Regions from separate parts of the Xenopus tropicalis genome. Here region 2 is linked to region 1. Evidence: chromatin contacts called from public Hi-C data. All regions are on one chromosome and are shown on one strand. The core of a region is the stretch at or near the end of the contact, and the rest is flanking DNA. Distances in the headings are between cores, read along the strand shown.

Region 1 (5,819 bases), core at 843-3,342:
TGGATATTGCCTTACAGATGGGTGTCAGCTTGTGAGACTATAAATTGTCGAGACTGAATGGTATATTTTTGGCTGAAAACAATACTACTAACTCACATTTGCTGTACAGTTAATCTGTGCCTTTACAAATGCTTTGTCCCTTTGTCTAGTCATCTATGCAGAGATGCTGTATCCTTAAAAAGACATCAACTAATCCCATGTAATCAGTGGAACAATGATCTGCTCTGGGTATTTTTACACTGGATTTTTCTTTACTACAGGAGAATTTCTGTCACCACAGGCTGCTGTTGATATTACTGGCAACTACCAAAAACCAAAATTCAAGGCAGATTTCACGCAGTGACAAGCAGTTGCCATTAATGAAGAAGATAAAGGGAAGGTATTTATATTTTAAAATACAAAAAGGTATTTTCAAGAGCTTTATTGCCCTCGGTTTACATGTGTGCCATCACCCTTAGGCAGTCTGCATGGGCAATATCAGAATTTCTCTGCAAGTGGATATAAGCAGGTGGAGGAAATGCCATGTGTGGTATTACTGAGTAAACATTAATCAGGATTAAAGCTGGCCATAAACATACCAATAAAATCAATTTTTGGATCGCGTATGGCCTCCAAGTTATTGTCCTGATAATTTTCTTACCATGACGATCAGTCATTTAGTCGATCGGCCAGGTTAGAAAATTTCAGTTGGATAAAGTTAAACTCTGTGCACGTATTGTGTATCTGACGATATCCTTGGGGGACCTACAATGGAAGTCACTTTCGTACGATTGGTGTCTGCCAACTATTTCACGTTCAGAACATCCTCTGATTTGTTGTTTTTATGATTTCACTCTACAATTTTAGTCTGAACATTAATTTCAGATTGTTGCATTTAAATGTACAACCGATATCCGAATATCTGAAGGTGTATGTACCCCTTTAGTGACCACCCTAAAGAAAGGGTGAGGGGGGAGCTGCCATATCAGCCTTTGTATATGTGTGTTTTCACTCTGTGCTGGAGATAATGTCCCACTCGGTTTAAAGTCCCCTATCCTCTGCCCATGTGTCCTCTGTGTTCCTTCATTCTGTATCCCTACTCCCCATCACGATTTCAATCCCACGTCCATTCACCTATAAACTCCCCATGCAGCCCCCAATATCCAGTAGTACCTCCCCGCTCTGAGCATGCTCCCCGCAGAACTTCTTTCCCTCAGAGACGATCATTTTGCAGAATCTTTTTTTCCTCTGTACAAAGTGACTGCACCGCCCGGGAAGGGGTCCCTTTGTAAAGCATTTAACTAAGGAAGAGTCCGGCTCGGAACCAGCAGGTACCTGCGGCTCCCGAGGGTCCATTTCGAAGTAATGAACAACAACTACTTCTCACTAAAGTATCGCCCACCCTATTCCCCTGACATTGATTCTATAAATCCCTCTGCCTTCCTCTCCCACCTAATATTCCACGTATTAGTCTAACCACTATGCCATTAGTAAAAATGGCTGCCGATTCGCAGCCCCTACGTACAGCTTCCGCTACGTTATGACGTCAGGACGTAGAGCGGTTGATTTGGAAATTGTGCCGCGATAAACATTGGCGGAACGTAACAAGGCGAGAGAGAAAATAGGAGGCGATACGAGAAAACGGATGGATTGGAAATAACTCAGGGGAAGCTTATTGGAGGAGCTGGTCAGGAGGTGCATGCTACCGAAAGAGAGCTGCTGTGTATGTGGCTTACAGCGTTACTGACGGGATAGCTGTCAGTGCTAAGGTCAAGGCAGGGGTGCAAGCCAAAGCAGAAGGAATAAGGTGGGCAGAGCGGCCACTGGGTTTATTGAGAAGCCTCGGGTAGAGAGTATACGTGTGATTACAGGTGTGGGGGAGATGGAGTTGTGCGCTGAGTGAGCTGTAACATGGGTGCCAGAGAGTGGCCGTGAGAATGCCCAGACAATAGCAGATATTCAGGGTGCGCTCCATTAACATGAAAACAAGGGAAAGGCCACGTATTTAGAGAGACGAGTTTAGGGTTTCTAATAGTAAGAACAAAAACGAAGCAGCACCTTTAGGGATACTGTGCCAAGGCGAGTGGGGCAGAGTGGGGACAATATACTGGGAAAATGTCCCAGATACAGGAATTGCTGAGCCAGCAAGTGAAAATCCTGCTGAGGAACAGAGAATGTGATGAGAGGTAAATATCTGAGGATTCACTTTTTTTCATTGTATTATATAGCAGAATTTATAGTACCAGTTTGTTTCTGGAGGTACCAGTGTGCAGCGTATAACAGCATGGTTTCCACTCTACTCACTTACACCAAGAAGGAAACCAGTCAAATAAATCTCCAGTCAGTTTATCCTGGTTCCCCCTCAAGCAGTTTATTTCACTACAAGTCTTCTTGAGCTTTTAAACTCTGACTGTCATTGGATGTGTATATTACTCAGCCTGGAATCTGCAACCAGTTATATAAAAACCCTAATGCCAGAATAAAAAGCCCTGAAAGCTTGCTGCTGCATGATCGGCTGTGGGTGACATTAAAAACTTATATTTGTGGCTTGATTGCCACATTCTATAACGGTTCTGCAGGGTTTGCCTTTAATGCTCACCTTGGAACAGGCAGTGGTTCTGCAGTATTTTCTTTTGCCAGGAAAGGCCTGAGCTCTTTATGTGCATTGCCAGTAACAGACTGTACACTTTGCAGAAAAGCTAAATTCGGTATGTGCTTTTCTGACTATTGCTAGTGCTGCATGTACAAATGAGCAGTGCCAGCCCTTTGATACTTTACTCCAGTGTCGGACTGGCCCACCAGGATACCAGGAAAACTCCCGGTGGGCCCAGGTGTAAGTGTGCCCTCCTGCTCCTGACCATTTGGCCTGTTTCATGGTCATTCCTTATTTCTGAATGGGAACAAAGAGTAGAAATAGATGGAAGAATAGATGCTAGCATGTAAATAAAAGGGACTTGAAGAATAAAGAGGTTGGGCGAGGAAAGGAGGAAAAATAGTTTGGAGAGTGGGGCCTATGGTCGAAGGTTTTCTGGTGGGCCCCTGGGGTCCCAGTCCGACACTGCTTTACTCCAAAGCCCCTCAATTGGAGCCTCCACAGATATAGCTGGCAATGTTAACTCCCATATCTCTGCATGCATCCTGCCAAGCACTGTATGCAGTAGGTAGCTGGCTAACTTATAGGCCACTGGAACAGAGGAAGCTGTAAAACGGCACCATTTATTTGTACTGAAAGCCAAATGTCTTTTATTGTAAAAAAAATGTGATGCTAAAGATGGCTATATGTCTAAGCAAACTAATGAACACTCTTTACAAGCACAAAATAGAATTTATTTTCCTCCATTGGTGAGTTCCTCTTATATAACCCATGGTGTAGCCTCTCTATAGATTTGTGGCAATACAAGCCCCTTTTTTGAAATTCAAGTATGTGCAGTAGTTGTTTTGTTGGATTTAAATCATTAGATTATCTAGCGTTCTTCATGTAGTATGTTAAAGGGGACATATTGTGTAAAAAACAGGAATGTGCATTATACTTCTTTAAATGTAGAAGGAATGGGCTTACAAATTCCACTTTTTGCTGGCTGTGCAGGGAAGCTGCTGGCCCTCAGCACACTGCACTGTAGGATAGGAACTAATCAGCAGCTAGGTAGACCTGATAGGGAACTGAAGCCTTTGAAAACAGCACTGTATATTATTGATCAGGACCTACAAGATTAGGGTGCGGGTTCACTAATGCTATATGTCCCCATTAGGTACCTTGGTCCTAAGCAAATGATGTTCAAACTAGACTGCAGGTTTGCAGTCATTAAAAAAAAAATGCCTTGGAAGGCCATATCTGCCAGTTGTCCCTAGCTAGACAGTTGTACACTTGTATAAAATTCATATAGCTCCTAAAAAAATCAATCCTTTATCTCTGAAAAACATTTATAGAAAAGTATTCTCATGCTGACAGAATTTCATTTAAATACTTCACTAACTAGGTTTCTAATCAGTGTAATGTTTGATTATCTGTTTTACAGGAGGCTTTATGTTCGGATCAGCATTGAGATGCATACTGCTACAAGCCCTGTACATAAAAAGGTACAATCTTACTCATTTTAGGCCCCATTTACTGTATGTAAGGCAGGGTGCAAAGTGCAAAACATAGTTGCAAAGACCTGCTCATTGGCAGAGTTGTATTCATAACTGGCTGGCTGGGGGTGGCATGTAAGCATATGGCCTTTGTACGAATCCTAGTTTGTACTTCATTCAGATGTGCAAAGTGTAAAGCATCAATGGGCTTCAACAAGCAATGAAGCCATTATTAAGTTCAGGGCTCTTTTTCACCCATAGTGTTGTGTTTTGCATCTTACACCTAATGGCAAAAGTGCAACTTTGCCTCAAATGCAACACAAGTGCTGTGTAACTGCAATTGTGTTGAACCCTTTTGTGTGTGTATCTTAGAACCTATAGTCTATGCAGACCTAGCACATTCCTCTATATCCTTAGATAGGAGGGAAAGTCATTTATTAAAGGACAAGAGAATGTAAATTTACTGGGAGTGGGTGCCCGTGTGTTAGGCACCCTGATTGAATATCATTGCTAACTTAACAAACTTGACAAGCCAGGGTGCTGCTCTCGAGGCACACTATTGCCCTAGTGATCCTATTTGGGTGTTCTGGGCACACACATGCACAGTAAAGACTTTAACTTTAAAATTGCAAATTTTACTCTACAACACAGTATTCACGGGGGTGGGGCACACACACCCCAGTGTTTTTATGTTTCCTTGTCCTTTAATTAATAGAGTGAGTAATTCTGTCATTTGCTAATTATGGTAATGTGCCCTAATAACATGTCTGTTCTCATTATGAAGTGGGATAACTGTTTGCTGGCATTTCACACTGGTTTTTTTGTTTTAAACTTGCACATCACAATTTGTTGTTAGTTCTGGTTGGAATTAATTTGTTTTTTTCATATTTGGTTCATAACGCAGCAGAGTTTTCAGGTATAGCACCCAAGAACTAGCCAGTAGTTCAACTGTAACTTTTGTGATTAAAGTTTTAAAATGCATTCCCAATTTCTAAGTATCATATCACTACAACATTATTGTATAGATAGTTTCTGTTAATGGGTATGCTATTCTGGTAAATATATATTTTCTCAATTCATATATTATTTATATCACCGTAATGTTTTCATATTACAGAAATCAATGTTCTCTTGAATAGCACATTTTTGGTCAGTAAGCGTAGTCCATACTCAGCTGTTAATACTGAAAGCATCTAAAAATCACAGTTTTGTCAAGCTGGAAATTACAGTAATGCAGAAGGAGGTTGTAAATCATCATTAAAAGCACTTTGTATAGGCTGGAGGGGAATTGGTGCCATTGATTTCTCCATTGAGGCTATTTGTCTTACAGGACATGGTGGTTCGGTTAACTGATGACATAGACCCATTTTTCCTTTATAATCTTGTTGTATCAGAGGAGGATTTCCAAAGGTAAAAAACATTCTTATGTGCAAGTGGCAAATTACATTGTGCTTTAACTTAATTTTCTTACTTAAAATATAGCATAACCTAACTCATTTTAGTTTTATACCAATACAGGTATAGGATTCATTATCCGGAAATCTGTTATCCAGAAGGTTCTGAATTACAGAAAAGTCATCTCCCACAGACTCCATCATAAGCATTGTTTAAAATTAGAATTATTTGATTTCCTTTTTCTCTGTAATAATAAAACAGTACCTTGTACTTGATCCCAACTAAGATATAATGAATCCTTATCGGAGGCAAAACAATCCTATTGAGTTTATTTAATGTTTAAATGATTTTATTAGTAGACTTAAAGTATGGAGATT
Region 2 (5,796 bases), core at 2,590-5,089, 180 kb before region 1:
AAAAATGAAGACAAAGTGCAAATACTCTCAGAATATTCCTGTCATACTAAAAATTAATATAAAGGTAAACTACCCAGTTAGAGAACAATGATGCCATTCTATCGCACAGTGCTGCGTATAAAAGTAGCACTTTATAAACAAAAATATACATACATTACTGCGTACAAGCAGAGAAAATATGTATTTCAGAAGAAAGACAGAACAAAAAGATGAGGACACTTTCTATCCATGTGAGCATATTATTATGCCATACAAAATATATTATAGAGCTGTGGCTGGCAAATCATGGGGCTGCCCCACCCCCAATGATTCAGGGCAAGATACATTGACTCAGGACCCAAACTGGGGCCAGTTAAGGTGAGATTTGGAGAGAATGCCTACTTGCTCTCATTAATGCTTCAGTGAGTTTAGCATGAAGGCCAACAAGAGTGAGAATGATAGGAGAAACACATATTTGCTGTTCTATGGAAACTTCGGATGAATGGCTGATCCAGCAATGTTCTCACATATATGTAATCCTGTCATGGGGCCAAGGTGGGAGGGCCAGACCAAACCTCCCACCTCACAGGGGGGGCTTGAACAAAAAAAAGCCTGCATCCCACAGTTCTATAGTGGAAATCTGTTTGCTTTAGATAGAGGTTAAATACACTTCCAGTCGATATCAGTACGGCTCCCCTGCCAGCACATAAATAAATACCGACTCCAAGCAAATAACCGAGAGCCATATCCTAACAAAAGTATCATGGAGCCACCATTACTTGCTAATTTAAGTCATTTCATCTCACTCATTTTCCTGAGCCCCCACTCACCTGATCCAACCAGACACTTTCCGGACCAAGTTGAATTTGGGAGGTTTATATTCATCATCTTTAATAGAGAGAGGCAGCATTTTGGAAACCGCAATCCCGATAACGCCAGAGCCCCTTAGTTACCCGGAACCTGTCAAACGCAGACCCTTTTACTTCGCGTGTAGTTAGAATTCCCCCGATAAGCTCCGCGATACAAAGTGCCAACCCGTGCTGTGTACCGGGAGCCGCTTCCGACTTCCGGATAGGACACAGGGCGTGGCCAAGAAATGACGAAGCGACACACTGGCATCTGGCAACCAATAAGAGGTGTTGCCGTCAGTCGTTTCGTTGACACGCCCACACTGGAATCTGAGCGCTGACTGAGGCTTAGCTGATTTGGCGAAGGAAATCTTTCCAGGTTAAAAGATGGCGTTTCTAAATGTCACGGTAGCTAAGTTTAGAGGATGCACGTCTGTTGGTAGCAAATAATAGTAGATTTAATGCTGGTATATGTGATTGTCACAGCGAACAGGGTGGCTTGGATATTGTGTTATACTTTCATATACTCAGGTCTTTTTTAAAGTACAAATGGCCCCAGTGCCCATATATGTCAAAAGACTACCCTTGAGCAGGGGAACTTAAATATATTGTAGCAGGAAATAAAGAAATAGTCTGTACTTATCGAAATAGTCGTGTTGTATGCGGGCTACCCTAGACAAACAGTGATGCGACAGGTTAAAGCCTATTTAGCAACTTTTAATCACAAAATTAAGTTAAGAAGCAGTTATGTTAAATGCCATTTCTAGGGGATGCTTCAAGTTATAGCGGTTTCTATTGCTCCTTTATTATATACCAATATATTATATTGTCCCTGAGTATACTGTTGGGCAGTTTTAAGGCAGAAGTGGTTAGTGTTCTGCTCAGGTTTTACTAGATGGAAATAGACTGGAAGGGGAGCATAAGAACAAGGCAAAGACAGAGACTGACATAGACAGCAGCAGTAAAGCAAGTATGACAGATACAAGTCAGTGAAGAATGTCTAGAAAACAGAAGGGATCCCACAGTAAGGACTGTGACCCATAGAGCTACAGTTGTGTGGGTCTGTGGCTGGGGCAGGTTGGGGAAGGAGCAAGGGTTAGGGCAAAGGAAGCAATAAATCCATCCCTGCCCATAGGGAAACCTCCATTTCCCAGACTAATGTTGCCCATACATTGATATATTTTAATGGAGCTTCTTACCTGATAGATATCTGTCCAAAAATTAGGCAGGTTTGAAAATCCCATCAGGCAATGACCACACTGATACAATCCAATCGTTGGCCTATAGGTAGCCACTTCTGGCAAAGATGCACGGATCTTAATGTGTGTATGCCCATCTTAAAGGAGACATATCCTATAAAAATTATGAATGTACCAGGGAATTATACTCCTCTAGATATAGGATTGTGCTAAAAAATGTTGTGTTTCTGACTGATTTATTGAGAAATTCCCCCAAACCCCACTACCCCCGCCCATCTGTTCCATTTCCTGCTGGCTGAATTCTCTGGATGAGCTGGGGAGCTGGCGGCCCTCCGTACACTGCACTGTAGGATAGGAACCAATCAGCAGCTAGGCTGACCTGATTGGGAACTGAAGCCTGTCTGTGCTTGTGTGACTGCAGGGCTGTGATTGGCTCTCCCCCTCCTACTGTGCTTCTGGCAGGGACCGTTAGGACACGCCCACTCTCCATTTCAAACTCAGACAGAGTAGTGATAGGATCTATAGGGAGCTCCAATAAAGGGGCCATTGTTACAGATAGGGTTAATGTTTAGCCCAAAGGGAAACCAGCACCGTATATTATTCATAATTGCCTACAAAATTAGGGTTTTCCCATTTATGCAATATGTCTCCTTTAAGACAGTATATGGTAACTAGAAATTAAGGTAATTTTCGGTCTGAGTAAGGTTGCCATTACTCTAAATAAAATGGTATGAGCACTGTAAATACAATACTATGCAGTGAAGTACCATTTTTCATGGCAATGTAATGCTTGTGGTAGGGAACCCTGATCACTAAAAGTAGACCATACAAGAGTAAAGTCTGGCCAACTCTGATTTAGATACATTACAGTTGTGTATCTGTCCTGGCACTAGGAAATTAAACAAATCTATTGATTACGGTTCTTTGATGAATACTGATTGGTGAGAAAGGCTGACTCACAGATCAAGACCTTGGTGAAACAAGTGACATTCTTTGGGTGAAGACACACAGAGCTACTTAGTAGCAGCTACTTCTCATGGCTACTTAACACCAGAAAATACCCTGCCATAGACAATACTGAGAATAGCCTCTGCTAAAACACACATATTATCAGTAAATTACCAGCATTGTCTATTTCTGTAGCTGTGACAAGTAGCTGCTACTAGCTCAGTGTGTATTAACCCTTGCTGCCTACACTTGGTGCAATACAATTTTATTAGCTAATAAAAATAAGTATTTTTTTACATTTTCTCCCCCATTTATATATGCTTGTGAACAACTAAAAGGATTTACAGCACTTTCAGACTGAAAGGGGATTATAATTTGCTTAAAACCCTCATAGGAGTTTGTGAGTACCCACCTATACTGACTGTAATAAAGAATATCTTCTCTTTTTGGGGAAGGGGGCTGGCATATTCTGTGTTTATATAGCGCACTTATGTATGCAGCACTGTACATCAGTTGGTGGGTTTTACCAGATTTTCCCAGTGGTTTGTAGAAGACTGGAACTTGCCAGCATTTCCAGCAGGGACATTTTTAACAGCAGCAGAGATTCTAGTTCTAGCCCATCCTTGCATTAGATTTTTAACAGCTTTTATCTAATTTGAAAGTGTTATCTGTATTGTTCCTGTGATTTGTAGTGCAGTGTGTTTGCCTGGGGGAAAGTAATTTACTGCTGGAGCTGGTGCATTCTGGGAGGCAGGAAATATAATGGGGGAATAAGCAGCTCTCCGGCTTCTCTGAAAGCTACAGCCCCTTTTTTAATGTTTCCAACTTCCTGGGATGTTTCACTTGCTTTCCATCTGACTCCTCCTACTGTGTGGTCGGCAGGGCAGCTGCAGCCTGCAGGGTAAGGAAGTTTGTGCAAGCTACAGAGGCAACAACAAGCTCGTAACATGTCAGCGTACTGAAAAGTAAATGCGGTATGTGAGCCCAGGGCACATCTTGCTGGTTAGTACATACCACTAACTGAAGGAGAAGCTTTTTGTTCCTTTTAAAGCAGTTGTCAGTGTTATGTCTTTAAAAAGGTAATTTTCATTAAGGCATTGGAATTCTTTTTTAGGCAAAACCCAGGGTTCCTGCTGTTGCAGAACTGACACTTTCAGCTCTGCTGAGGAGGGATACTGGGAGTTGTACTGCTACAACAGCTGCAACACTTTTAAAGTTGTCTTTGTCTGCACTAGCTTACTGCAGGTATTATTCATTTTCAGTTAAGCAGGTTAAAGTCCTCTTAAGCATTGTCAGACACTTGTGAATGTGATCATTTATAGTAATATGGTTTTGTACATATGAGTATAATTGTGTGCTGCACTGCCCAAAGCTGTATGTAACAGTAGGTGACTATAGCTGGGATGGGGCATAAACAGGGCACGCAGAACTCCCTGGCTGATACACTGGGGGTCATTTATAACACTGGGCAAATTTGCATCTGGGTAGTAACTTATGGCAACCAATCAAAAGATTACTTTCAGTGTTCCACCTGCAGCTGGCTGGAAAAATCTAACCATTGGTTTACTGTCCAGTTGTGAATGTGCCCAGTGTTTATAATTGAACCCCACTAGTGTACTGATGTAAAATATTGTAAATGTTTGAACTGTGCTTTTCCTACTCTGTCAGTACAGCATACAATGAATGGCACAATTATGGCCGCCCCTCCATTTAGGATTCATTAGTATCCAGAGCTCTGGAGTGATACTGAAGTGCAGCAGTTATAGCATGAAAGGGGGATAGCAGTTACCTCTTAAATTCTGCCAGCTCTAAAGAGGGCTGTGAGAATGTCTGCATATACAAGCTGTTATAGGTACTGTATTTCTTTATGCTTCTGAAGATGTCATACTCTCCAACCTCACTTAAAAATGTTTATTTGAAAAGAGCAGCTTTGCAAGATGTAAATCACTAAATCATTATTTGGTACAGGTACAGGACCTGTTGTCCTGAACGCTCGGGACCAAGGGAATTCTGGATAAGGGGTCTTTCCGTAATTTGGATCTTCATATCTTAAAGGAGAAAGAAAGGTAAAAACTAAGTACGGTAAGCTTTATCAGAAAGGTCTATGTAAATACAGCCATAAGCACTCACAGAAAGGCTGCACTGAGTTCTCTGTCAAAAAATTCCTTGTGTCTGTAATTCCTGTGCAAGTGGACACGCAGCTCTCGGCTCTCTCCCCTCTCTTGCTCCCCCCTCCCTCAAGGATGCTAAGAACTCACACACACACACCCCCCCCCCCCCCCCTCTGTGTGGATCTGAGCCAATCAGCAGGAAGCTGAATCATAGTCTTACAAACTGAGTATGTACACTTGGGGATATATTTATCATGCTGTGTAAAAAGTGGAGTAAAACATTACTGGTGGTGTTGCTCATAGCAGCCAATCAGATGCTTTGCTTTGGTTTTCAAACTGTTGAAATCTAATTGCTGATTGGTTGCCCTGGGCAACATCACCGGTAATGGTTCACTCCACTTTTTACACAGCATGATAAATATACCCCCAAGTCTCGGTCTCGGTGCAGGAGCGAGGCATTATTGGAGCTTTCTTTACACAGCTCAGCGTTTTTTCTTCCTGTGTGGCTTCTGATCATCTGAACAGGTTAAATATGGGGAGACTTAAGGGCACTATTGAGAGAACTGAAGGTATGCCTGCAGCTTGAGATTAACTCTTTATTAGCCTTTCCTTCTCCTTTAAGTCTACTAAAAAAAGCAATAAAACATTAATTAAACCCAATAGGATTATTTTGCATCCAATAAGGATTAATTGTATCTTAGTTGGGGTCAA

Evidence for each region. Hi-C and Micro-C count contacts between places; a contact is called where the count stands out from the background.
Region 2: a contact with region 1 is called in a Hi-C map of gastrula embryo, with 1.7 times the contacts expected there. The contact joins the promoter of extl2 here to the promoter of sass6.2 in region 1. A contact is called at or near these places in 3 of 5 Hi-C or Micro-C datasets (brain, gastrula embryo and neurula embryo).

Annotation. Positions count from the first base shown.
Region 1 is chr4:108,755,021-108,760,839 of UCB_Xtro_10.0, reverse strand. It overlaps sass6.2 (SAS-6 centriolar assembly protein), which reads left to right and starts at 2,092. Exons shown (of 18, transcript NM_001127031.1): 1 at 2,092-2,165; 2 at 3,996-4,056; 3 at 5,378-5,457. The coding sequence starts at 2,095. trmt13 (tRNA methyltransferase 13 homolog (S. cerevisiae)) reads right to left here and starts at 1,456. Exons shown (of 11, transcript NM_001195675.1): 1 at 1,153-1,456. The coding sequence starts at 1,335.
Region 2 is chr4:108,939,226-108,945,021 of UCB_Xtro_10.0, reverse strand. It overlaps extl2 (exostosin-like glycosyltransferase 2), which reads left to right and starts at 3,839. Exons shown (of 5, transcript NM_001007951.1): 1 at 3,839-3,875. slc30a7 (solute carrier family 30 (zinc transporter), member 7) reads right to left here and starts at 1,002. Exons shown (of 11, transcript NM_203925.1): 1 at 810-1,002. The coding sequence starts at 889.